Linked DNA regions of Mus musculus: region 2 is linked to region 1. The links are chromatin contacts, called in public HiChIP or PLAC-seq maps. All regions are on one chromosome and are shown on one strand. Each heading gives the region's core, a stretch centred on a gene start, on an enhancer-like site or on the middle of the called end of the contact. The rest is flanking DNA. Distances are from core to core; before and after follow the strand shown.

The links. HiChIP or PLAC-seq counts read pairs in DNA pulled down with a chosen protein or histone mark.
Region 2: an H3K27ac HiChIP or PLAC-seq map of regulatory T cells shows a contact between it and region 1, with 10 times the contacts expected there. The contact joins two enhancer-like sites. A contact is called at or near these places in 2 of 484 Hi-C or Micro-C datasets (Th1 cells and regulatory T cells) and 6 of 115 datasets of contacts at active chromatin or transcription factors (CD8 T cells, effector CD8 T cells, large pre-B cells and 3 more).

Annotation. Positions count from the first base shown.
Region 1 is chr2:11,183,836-11,189,730 of GRCm38.p6, forward strand. The region is part of intron 1 of Prkcq (protein kinase C, theta); the gene reads left to right. Among named protein-coding and RNA genes, the nearest start is that of Prkcq, 14 kb to the left of the region's middle. Within about 2 kb of position 3,551, at least 75 of the 459 cell types and tissues checked have an H3K27ac peak or open chromatin away from gene starts, as enhancers often do. A contact at or near this core is called in CD8 T cells, Th1 cells and regulatory T cells, where this site is marked.
Region 2 is chr2:11,661,630-11,667,647 of GRCm38.p6, forward strand. All of the region lies in intron 1 of Il2ra (interleukin 2 receptor, alpha chain), which reads left to right. Among named protein-coding and RNA genes, the nearest start is that of Il2ra, 22 kb to the left of the region's middle. Within about 2 kb of position 2,997, at least 65 of the 459 cell types and tissues checked have an H3K27ac peak or open chromatin away from gene starts, as enhancers often do. A contact at or near this core is called in CD8 T cells, Th1 cells and regulatory T cells, where this site is marked.

The DNA.
Region 1 (5,895 bases), core at 2,301-4,800:
AGAAAAAAAGAAAGAAAGGAAAAACCAGGAGAAATCATTTTAACATTGATGGAAATAATTCAATGAGAACTAACTTGCAGAGTTCCAAGTTCCTTTTCAAAAATAACTTGTTTATTTTTATTTTATGAACACAGGTGATTTAACTGCATGTGTGTGAGGGCATCAGTTCCCTAAGATCAGGAGTTACAGACAGTTTGAGCTGCCATGTTGGAGCTGGGACTTGAACCCAGGTCCTCTGGAAGAGTAGCCAGTACTCTTAACTGCTGAGCCGTGTCTCCAACCTCCAACTTCCAAGTTCTCAAGTAGGGACAGTTGAAGCATTGCCAAAGGCATATAACCTTCCTCAGCCTCAGCCAGGTCAGGGAGAGCCTGGATCGCAGCTCTGGACCCGATCCCAGCACCTGGGCTTCGGTGTTCCTTAATATTTATAGTGCATCTGAGGTCTGCGACTAAATGCACTCTAAGAGTGTAAGCCATCTGAAGGAGAAAAAAGACCATTTTTTTATTGTTTAAAATGAAATAAATGTAACTTGTTTGACCAAAAAGGGGCTGATCTGGCTAAGCATAAATTAGCACATCACTTTGGATGTGAATGGAGTAAAACATCCATTAACAGTCCCTTGTCATCGCTGGAGCTGCCAGAGAGAAATGTCAACACAATCCATTATTTTTAATTTCATTACTGCAATAGAAAGGAAAGGGGAAAAGAAAACCCCTTCTCTTTAGAGAACAAAAGTTGAAAAATTCAGAACAAAAAGAGCATCTGTCCGTGGAAGTATATAACCAATTTTCTTTTGGAAAATAGTGTGGATATCTTCCTGTGGAAAAAAATAATTTAGATTCTTATTTTTTTTATTAATTGTTTTTGTTTACATCCCAAATGTTGCCTCCTTACTGGTCCCCCCTCTCACAGTTCTTCCCCCATAGCCTCTCTTCTTTGCCTCTGAGAGATTGTTCCCACCCTGTATCCCTCCACTCTGATGTAGTTAGGCACATCTTTTCCTACTAAGGCAAGACAAGGCAGTCCTCTGCTACATGTGTGCGGGGCTGAGGGTGTGAAGCAGGGAGAGAGGCTCAGACCAGCCCATGCATGCTCTTTGCTCAGTCTCTGGGAGCTCCCAGGAATCCAGGTTAGTTGACACTGTTGGTCTTCCTATGGGGTTGCCTTCCCCTTCAGCTCCTTCAATCCTTCCACTAACTCTTCCATAGGGGTCCCGATCTCCGACCAATGCTTGGCTATGAGTATCTGCATCTATTTCAGTCAGATGCTGGGTAGAGCTTCTCAGAGGACAGCCATGCTAGGCTCATATCTGAAAGCACAGCCTAGCAACAGTAATAGTATCAGGAATTGGTGCCCGCCCATGGTGGATCCCAAGTTGGACCAGTCACTGGTCAGCTATTCCTTCAGTCTCTGCTCCATTGTCTCTGCATTTCTTTGAGACAGAAGAAATCTTGGGTGGAAAGTTTTTTAAGTGGGTTGGGTCCCCATCCCTCCACTGTAGATCCTGTCTGACTACTGGGGGTGGTCTCTTCTGGTTTCCCACTGTTGAGCATTTCAGCTAAGGTCATCCACATTGGTTCCTGGGAGCCTCCCCCACTCCAGATCTCTGGGATTTTTCTAGAGCTTCCCCCACCCCCAGCAGCTGCATATTTCCATGTATTCCCCTTGTCCTTTGGACCTCTCTCCTGTCTCCCTGCTCCATACCTGATCCTGCCCCCTTTTTCTCTCCCCCCTAGATTCCTCACTCTCTCTGCCTCCCCTGATTATTTTGTTCCTCCTTCTAAGTTGGATTGAAGCATCCTCAATTGGACCTTCCTTCTTGTTAACCTTCTTATGGTTGGTCTGTGGGTTGTATCCTGGGTATTCTGTGGTTTTTTTTTTTTTTTCCTAATATCCACTTATCAGTGAGTACATACCATGTATGTCCTTTTGGGTCTGGGTTACCTCACTCAGGATGATATTTTCTAGTTCCATCCATTGGACCCCTGTATTTAGCTATGTAAGATCAATGAAGAGATTACACACTTTTGTCTCAAGGTGTCTATCTCAACACCTGTAATTACGAGCTGAGAAATGAAAATACAAAGAATCCCCAAGCATTCTGCGAGTTCAAAAAACACACATTATTTTGGACATTTATCTTAAAAGAACCAGAAGGAAAAGTCAATCCAAATTCTAGGGAATTTTAATCCGTGTGCCACACACATTTTCTTAGCCCTTTGTAAGACAGATTCAAAGGACTGAGTTTTCTAAGGAGCCCTTTCTAAGGAGCTTAAGCCCTAATCGGTTAAGTGTGACTCTGGCTTGAAATGGGATTTGGTGTCACACAATTAAGAATGTAGTTCAGTGTGGTGTAAATTGTCAGTAGAGTCGGGTTATTGCTCTTGGAATTGTCTGGGATGCAGTTCAGTGTTTCTTTGACAAATGTTTGTTCGACCCTGAGTGTTGATTTGGATTTCAATCTGTGGAACAAATTGCCCAACCTCAGCGACTAAAAGCACCTCTATTTTACCTGCTTGTGGTTTGATGGGTCAAGAATTTGGGGTGACTCTGGCATGGTGACTTTAGAACGTGTCATATTCCTGGGAATAGCCAGGTCTGATCACATGGTTCCAGAGTGGGTATAACTAGGAAGGTGAGACCACACAACTCCTCATCTCCTTTCTTGCCAACTCTCTACCCTGGAGGTCTTCTCATAGCAATTAGATACTAGAAGTGAGGGTTGTGAATACTCCAAATCAAAGCTCAAGTTTTTAAGGTCCAAGCTAGCAAGGTTCATTGCACTGTTTCTGCAGAGGCCTATTGGTCAAAACAGGTCACAGACCAGGTAGGATCTGGGCACAGGAAGTGTGGAGTAGCACCACAGATGAGTACTGAGGTCTCAGAAGCAGGCTATGGCCTTCATTCTTGCAGCACCCTCTAGCACAGACATTTCGGGGGTTAGTATACCTTCTCACAGAGAGGACCTCTCATCTTTTCTGAGATTGGACCTTTTGTTTCATTCATTACATGGCTGATAGCAGGAGTCTACTAAAACAAAACTGTGCTCAGGGAGTTGGGGAGACGGCTCAGTTAATACAGTGCACGCTGTACAAGTGCAGCAACCTGAGTTGGTTACCCAGAGCCCATGTGAAAAAGCAGGGCTTGGTGAAACATGGTCGTTCTGGGCCAGATGCTGCATATTCCAAGGCCTTCCACCCTTTGTATTCCTAGGATGCTACCTGCATTGATATATATCTCCATAATGAATTTTAAACCTAGACTTCATCTTCTCTCACTGGGTCACTTGCTAAACCTTGACATGTCACACAGGCCACATTCCCTCTGTGTGCCATGACATCTTGGACTCATAAGTATGTGAGCAGACATGGCAGTCCTTAGCTCTGTCCCCAGTGTGTTGGAAAGCAGGGTCTCTATGTACCTCCAGTCTAGATCACCTCTTACAAAGAGTCGTGCATGTGACAAGAGGAAGCCTGTGCTAAGTGTCAGTTTAGTGCAGGCATATGACCGAGCAGCAGAGTGACTGGGAGGGAGACCAGAAAACCCTTAAACAGGAAGAAGGTGGGTGTGATAAAGAGAGTCAGGGCTGGGTGTGGGGGGAGTGGCTAGCAGTACTGAAGAACCAACAGAGCCAAAGCTCTGTTGCAAGAATCAGAGTGGCAAGAAAAATGAAGAGAAAGCTCCAGAAAAGTGAAGGACAGAAAGTAAAACAGAAAATGTGATTCAACAGGAGAGGTGCGGATCATGGGGTAAAGATGAAGGAAAAGGCGGTGAAAAGATGGAGGTGACTGAGCATCATCAGAGCTGATGAGCATCCACAGGGATGAAGAAAGAAGCAGACAGAAGGGTTCCTAACCGGGAGTCAAACAATAGAACACTCCAAAACCCAAACTGTCAGTCCATTCCCCCTTGACCAAATAATGTCAAACTGACTGGATAGCGTTAAAGTCAGTCATATGTGCCAGCAGGCCCACGATACACATGTTCATCCTACATTCTAGTGAATAAGGTACAGGGGCGGTTGTCTTGCTGGGGAACTGAGGAGAGGTGTTGTGTCCTGAAGAGCTAAGCAAGAAAGATCTACTTGGGAAGAACTCGGCTTTGTATGGCAGTTGGGGGAGACAAAGTATAAAGAAAGCAATCTAATTGACATGAGGAAAAGAGGTCCTGTTAAATATTGGAAAAAAAAATATGGTTGCCCATTTGACTCTGAATCTGTTCTGCTGTATCGCACAGGTAACTGGCTTTTCCCGTCCATCAGGTAGTGTTCTTACCTACTCCCAGCTACTGATTCATGTCGCCCTTGTAACTACTCTTGAGGTTGGTACTATTGTTAATTCTGAGTTTATAGACAGGGAAACTCTGGTCTACTGCTTTTTCAGGAAACCAGGGTTCAAATCTCAGCACCCATACAGTAGGGCTGTAACTCTAGCTCCAGGGATCTAATGCCTTTTTAGGGCTTTCCTGGGAATACACGCAGCCCAGTGAGTTGGAAGTTGGACCCAAATGGCTTGATGTTGCAATCTGTCTTTTGTTCTTGCAGTCATTACTGGTACATATTAATTATGCAGACTCCTGATCACATTGTGACATCATATGTGCACACTTTCCCCTCCCCTCCCTGATGCCTTCCTCCTTCCTCTTCACTAATACTTTCCATTTCATTTTCACTTCCTTTCCCACCCCTCCCCTCTTCCTCTAAAGTTTACACTAAGGAAAAACTCTTGATAGAAAATATGCAATGCTTGTAGTTCTGAGCATGACTTTTTTGCTTAACATAATCTCCAGTGCCATCCATTTTCTTGGAAGTGCCAGGGTCTTTTCTTGTTATTATTCTCTTTGAAACAGATGTCAAACTCCAGATCCTCCTGCCTCATCCTTCCCAGTCCTAGGATTTATTTCTGTTCATGAATGTGTATGACAGAGAGACAGGGAGGGGGAGAGAGAGGGGCAAACAGAGATACAGAGGGGAGGAGAGAAAGGGAGAGAACATGCGAGAGAGAGAGAGAGAGAGAGAGAGAGAGAGAGAGAGAGAGAGGAGAGGAGGAAGGGAAGCAGAAAGACAGAGAGAGAGGGAGAGAGGGGGGAACAGAGACAGGAAGGGAGGGAGGGGGAGGGGGAGAGGGAGGGGGAGGGGGGAGGAGGAGGTGGAGAGGGAGGGGGAGGGGGGAGGAGGAGGGGGAGAGGGAGGGGGAGGGGGAGGGGGAGAGAGGGGGAGGGGGAAGGGGAGAGAGGGGGAGGGGAGAGAGGGGGAGGGGGAGAGAGGGGGAGGGGAGAAAGGGGGAGGGGGAGAGAGGGGGAGGGGGAGAGGGAGAGAGGGATGAATGCGTATATTCCCAGGGAAGCCCTAGAGCTAGAGTTACAATCCCACAATGTAGGTGCTGGGAATTGAACCCTGGTCTCCTGAAAGAGCAGTAGATCAGAGTTCCCTTCCAGCACCCACATCAGGTGGCAGACAGCCATCTGAAACTCTGCCTCCAGGAGTTCTGGCTACCTCCACTGACCTTTGTATGCACCCCTACCACATACACATGCACACACACACACACACACACATGCACACATAAATAAACCAACATAAATACTTTCAAAGCCATGGCTTCCATCAGCTAAGGATGCTTCTCTGCCTGCCTGACCGTAGAGATCACTTCAATCGCCACCTTCATGCCCTATGTATTTTCCTTCCCAGTATGTCCAGAAACCTGATTTATTTCTCCATGGACTTCTTGCCTTCCAATTGTATTTGAAACTTCTAGTTTTGTATGTAAAGATTTTTTTTAAGCAGACCTGGAGCTGAGATAGACTGCATTTTAGAACCTTCATCTATCCTCTGGACTGACTCCTCCCGTTCTCAAGCTCACCATGCTCACATGAGCTTCCCCCTCTGTCTCTCA
Region 2 (6,018 bases), core at 1,747-4,246, 480 kb after region 1:
CGGCATGGTCAGTGGCTTCAAACTCCTGCTGCTGGGACTTCCCCCCATGATGGACTGCACCTGAGCCAAGATAAATTCTTTCTTTCTTTCTTTCTTTCTTTCTTTCTTTCTTTCTTTCTTTCTTTCTTTCTTTCTTTCTTCTTTTCTTTCTTTCTTTCTTTCTTTCTTTCTTTCTTTCTTTCTTTCTTTCTTTCTTTCTTTCTTTCTTCCTTCCTTCCTTCCTTCCTTCCTTCCTTCCTTCGCTTTTGTTGGGTATTCTGTTACAGCAAAGAAGAAGTTGGTAGGCTGTGTTTCACAACGCCTATGCTAGGATGGCTTGTTTTGTTTGATCTGAACACCCGTCAAGCCAGGGTAAACTTGAACCTGGCTATGAGGCAGGGGCCAGGATTCTCCCCAATGGGCACCAATGTCAAAAGCCCAGAAGCACAAATCCATATGGCGAAAGGCAATGTCTTAGAGAGTTTGGGATGCTGTTCTCATCATATCGCTGATTGACGGTTCAAGGAAGCTGCCACATGCTGTTTGATTGGCATTTGGATGCTTAACATAAAGCAATAACAAAGTCAACCTTACTTGCCAAGAACTTAGCATATGTTAGACAAAAACTTCCTGGGTCAAAAGAGAGCAAAGAGAGGGTTCCTATCCGGTGGTTAATCACAAAGCAGAAGGGCACATTGGGTTTCACTTCCGGTTGGTTTGTTCAGATGGTATTATGGAGGCAGTTGATAGGGTAGAGAGAAGTGGTACAGAGAGAAATGGTGAGATGCTGTTGCCACAGAGGTGGACAGTTGCTGAGTTGTATGGGAGTCTTGAACGTTAGTGGAGAGGGAGTATGAATGCCAGAGTATTGTGGCTCTTGGGAACTGAGCGGACATCAAGAATCAGAAACATGTGGAATTGGCTCAGATGGTGACAGTCACTAAGAGAAGCAGGTCAGAAAGGGAACAGGGTGGTTTGTATGCTTATTTCTAGCTTTTTGTTTCAAGAGCATTGGAGATTCACACTCTGTCCTCATTCTCTTTGTTCTGTATTACACAGTGAGTTTTCTATTTAAAATAATTTCACGAAGGTAAAAGGGAATTTTTAAAAAAAGGATAAACATAAAGGCAGCCATTAGACTCCTGGCTTTCAGTTCCCCCCACTATGAAAATGCGGTTTGGGTAGCCTGACCTCTTGGGACCTCAGTCTCTAACTGTATGAAGCCAGTTGAGAATATCTTCCCTTTGTGGCTGCACAGAGCATTGGAGGTAATATACACAAAGTGGAGTTCAGAAATTAGGTCTGTTATTACATATCTTAAAAATCCAAGCAGAGGGACCTGGGTGCTCTAACTTCACAGATAATGATCTGAACTGAACCACAACATCAATAAACACTGCCTGGTACCCAGATGGCTTAGACAGATGAGACATCTCCCTGAAAGTGACAGCTGTCAGATGGGGAGTGGGGGCAACCTGTCTCCTGGAGGTTACATCTCTCTGACATGGAAGGAAGATTTCTGAACTTGGAGAACTCAGGGTTTTCCACAATTCACAGAAAGGGCGCAGAAAGATCAGTTTCTTTTTTATGAGTCTATCACTCTCAGAGCATTTGATCATGTTAAACAATATTCATCATGTTCTACTGAATCGTCTTTCACATACCCAAACACACACACACACACACACACACACACACACACACACACACACTTTCTGTAAGGCCCAACCATTGATTTGGTCTGGAGACAACCCTGACCTTGGCTTTCTTATCTGATCTGATGAGGAAGAGGATGGCTCTCAGGCAAAAGCCAGACTGTTCATCAGGTGACTCACACTCTTTTTTCTTTTTTCTTTTTTCTTTTTTTTTTCGAGACAGGGTTTCTCTGTGTAGCCCTGGCTGTCCTGGAACTCACTTTGTAGACCAGGCTGGCCTCGAACTCAGAAATCCGACTGCCTCTGCCTCCCGAGTGCTGGGATTAAAGGCGTGGGCCACCACGCCCGGCGACTCACACTCTTGTTACACTCATGAGTCCCTTATATAGTTCAGTCAATACCTGTCCCGCAGACACCATGCTTGGTGAGTGTTTTCTAACCTCCCTTCTCACTCCCAGTATATGGAAAAGCAGGAGGCAGCAGGGAGAAGAAGCCCTTACTCAGCGTTGGCTGAGCTACAGACAAAACATTTCCTTAACGACTCCTTTCTCAAACTCTGTCCACTTTCTTAGGGAGCCCTCCTTTGGAGTCATTTACCTAGGGCACAGGAGTCCCTATCGTTCTCATCTTAAATATCATAGATAAACCAACGCTACTGTCTCCCAGCCTACCTTTCCTCGGGCTACCGACTAGATCCCGAGTAAAAATACAAAGCACTCTGAAGGCACGTTCCAAAGCACGAAGGGTCTGCTCAGTGTGCGCTGGAAGACAAGAGTAGCTGGGCAGGGAGTACAGACAGAAAGTAGGGTGCAGCAGCCAGAAGTTCCCCCTCAACCTTAACTATCTGCTGTGTGACAGTCGACAGAAAGCATCAGCACCGCTAGAGGGCTCACTTCTCCAGCCCAGTCTGTCTCTTCAGGAGGTTTGAATGCCTGCCACTGGGAGCTCTCTGGTCGTCCTCCATTTAGGGGCGCTGTCTTATTGATAAAAGAACCACTTGCCTCCCGAGAACGCTTCAACTGTCAATATTGCTGTTTAATTCAAGGGGCACAGAAGAATTCAAGGCACAATTAATTCTAGTTTCATTTTGTTTCTAAAAATAAAACTGTTAAAAAAAATCAAGGGGAAGCTTTTCTATCTGAGGAGTGGAGGCGAAGCCATAAAACCATGTAAGGAGGATGGCAGTTAGGGTAAGAAGTACGGAGCCATGTCTGTGCTCCTTGATCTTGTTACTACATATAGAGGTCTCTTCCTGGGAGCAGAAGGGTTTGGCGAGAAAAGCACAAATGACCTCATCCCACAGCAAGGCTCTACCCCTAAAGGTTCTGCGATCATCCCAAACAGCGCCCCATGCTGGGGACCAAGTGTTCAAACATAGGTGCCTATGGACTGACATCCACATTCAAACCACAACAAGCACCTTTCCCTACCTGCCCTGTGCTGCAGCCCACAGGGAGGAGGCTTTGTAATTCCCAGAGTATTCGCTGAAGGAGTCACAAGTTCCCAGAACGTCTTGTATTCCATTTTTCCTGGAGACACTAGATCCCCAGATAATTGCTGCATTATGGTCTTATTTCAGGGAGAGTGACTGGGGAGAGATTTGGCAAGCATGGGACTACCCCTCATACAAGATGGGCAACATACTCCATCCTGGAAGAGTTTGGCGTTAACTTTCCCAGTGTAGGTCTCTGGTCTGAACCCTTGTATTGGGTTGATTAACAACTGCTGGCCGCTTCTTTGGCCCTGTGCCTACATGAAAGGCAAAACCACATCCAAGTACCTCGGAGTCTGAGATAGGAGTCTCCCAGGAGCCCCATATCCCAAGAATTAAGGTGGAAAAAGGCTGGGAGGTGAATTTGGGAGAAGTGGTTTGGGAGTATTCAGGAGGTAAAAGTAGAGAGGGAAGACGCCAGTCACCTGAAGTCATTTTAGACAATAAATTAGGATTCCTTTTTTAAGTTGTGTACATGGAATTCTCCTTCATGACCTCCCAGAGAAGCTTGTAAACAAATTATTTTTACTCATTTTTGGCTGTTGCGCTGATGTTTCTTTTATGACACCAGAGCAACAAGAGCTAAGAATATCCCCAATTTACTCTTAAGGGATTAAAAAGAATAAAATCTCTAGGGCTGCCTTTCCCATGGGCTCTTCTGCCTTGGAGTCTTTGAATAAGTTTTGGAACACATTTGGCAAGGCCTTTCAGGGAGAGAGAATCATAAGCAATTCTGAGAAAGGTTCTTTTAGAAATGGAAAATCTGTGAGAGTACAAAATTCTACAACTGTCTCCGTGACCCCACATGACCTCCTTGGACACTGGACTAGTTCCGGATGACTGTGGAAATTTCCATGGCAAAGCCTTGTCTAGAAAAACATCACCGAACTCTGAGGAATGCTTAGGGGTGCAATGTCATCCCAAAGAAAACTTATCTGACCTTTCTTAAAGTTATGCATGTGAAAGGTTTCTTAGCTTGTGGTTTGGTACCAGATTCCAAATATGATCAAGATGAATCCCTGACTATTTGCACTGACGAGTAGTTACTCAAGAATTGCTAAATTAATTGGTTTTGTTTCAGTGAAATTAGCTATAGAGGAGTTATTCTTAAAAGGTTTTATTTATTATTTTAATGTATTTAATGTGCGTATCTGTGCCTGTGTGAGTGCATGCACACTTGTGTGCATAGAAGCACATGCCTGAGTGTTATTAATGTCCATAAGATATTCCGGTGTGCCATTCTGCCTATTCCTTTGAGGCAGAGTCTCTCCCTGAACCTGAGGCTCAGACTCTCTCAGCTAGTCTGGAAGCTAGACTATTCGAGCTGTCTTCCTGTTCCTGTCTGCACTTCCCCTCCGGGCTAGTGTTCCAGGCTTTTGCAGGAAGCCCCCATCTTCTGCAGGGGCCCTGGAATCCAAAATCTGGTCCTTGTGATTGTGGGGCCAAGAGCAACAGCGGATCTGTCTTTCCAGACCCCAAACATGCAGGCTTTATTTTACTAATCACTATTGTGGGGGTGGTCATTGGGGTGTGTGTGTGTGTGATGTAAGAAAGACCTTATAGGGAAGCTATATGAATAGGTCTGATGCAACTTGATGAGTTTTGACAACTGTGCGCAAGAATATGAAGAACACTCGGTTGTTTTTTTTTTTTTGCTGTCTCCTTCGAGTTGACGCTGCCTACTACAAGAAACCACTGGCCTAATTTCTCTCTGTTTAAGTTCTCTACCCCCTCTCCCTCTCTCTCCCTCTCTCCCTCTGCCCCCCCATTTACATCTAAGTGAATCATGTAAGTGAAGTCATGTAAGTAAGTATGACTAGCTTCTTTAGTTTGTTTTTTTTTGGAGATTTCTCTATGTTGTGTGGCAGGAATTCGTTCTTTTGAATGCTTTGGTGCATTTTTGAATTTATACTCTATTCTCACAATGATAGGTACATATGTTACTGGGTTGGTTTTGTTGCTTTAGAGATAAGGTCTGGAGTAGCCCAGGCTGGTATCAAACTCATAACTCTCCTGCTCCAGCTTCCGGAGATCTGGGATTATAAGTATTTCCCACCATGTCCCAACTTGGGTTCGTTATTAATTAGAAGTCTGTGTCAAATTCTCTCTTGGTGCACATTATTTCACTACTCTGAGACAAATACTTCAGGGTGGAATTGCTAGACAGGTGTATATTTAACAGTATCTGAAATATATTCTTTAAATTATTTTAGATTTATGATGTGCTCATGAGTATTTTGCCCACATAAATATATATGCACCATACTCATGCCGGGTATTTGCAGAGGACAGAAGACAGCATCAGGTCCCCCTGGAAATGGAGTTACAGAGAGTCTTGAACCACAGTGTGAGTTCTAGAAACCAAATCTTCATCCTCTACAAGAATGCCAGCTCTTAATTCCTGAGCCATCTCTCCTGTTCCATTTTAAATACCTTAAACCATTGGTTCAAAACCTTCCTGATGCTGCGACCCTTTAATACAGTTTCTCATACTACGGTGAGCCCCCACCCATAAAATTAGTTCGTTGCTACTTCATAACCATAATTTTGCTACTGTTATGAATCGGTATGTAACTATTTTTGGAGCTAGAGGTTTGCCAAATGGGTCACAACCCACAGGTTGAGAACTGCTACCATAAACAGTTTGCCCAAGTAATTTTATCTTGTGCTCTCAACACTATATAAAATAATTCCAGCAGCTCAGATTCCCCTTCACATTTGGTGCAGATTTCTGTCTATTTTTTTTTTTTTTCTATTTCACCCATCCTAACGGGCAAATTCATGGTGGTTTTCAATTTGTGGGTTTTTTTTTCCCTTGAAAAAGTTATTTATTATTTGTGTGAAGTGCATAAGCACACACGTGTGGAGGTCAGGGAGCAACTTTCAGGAGTG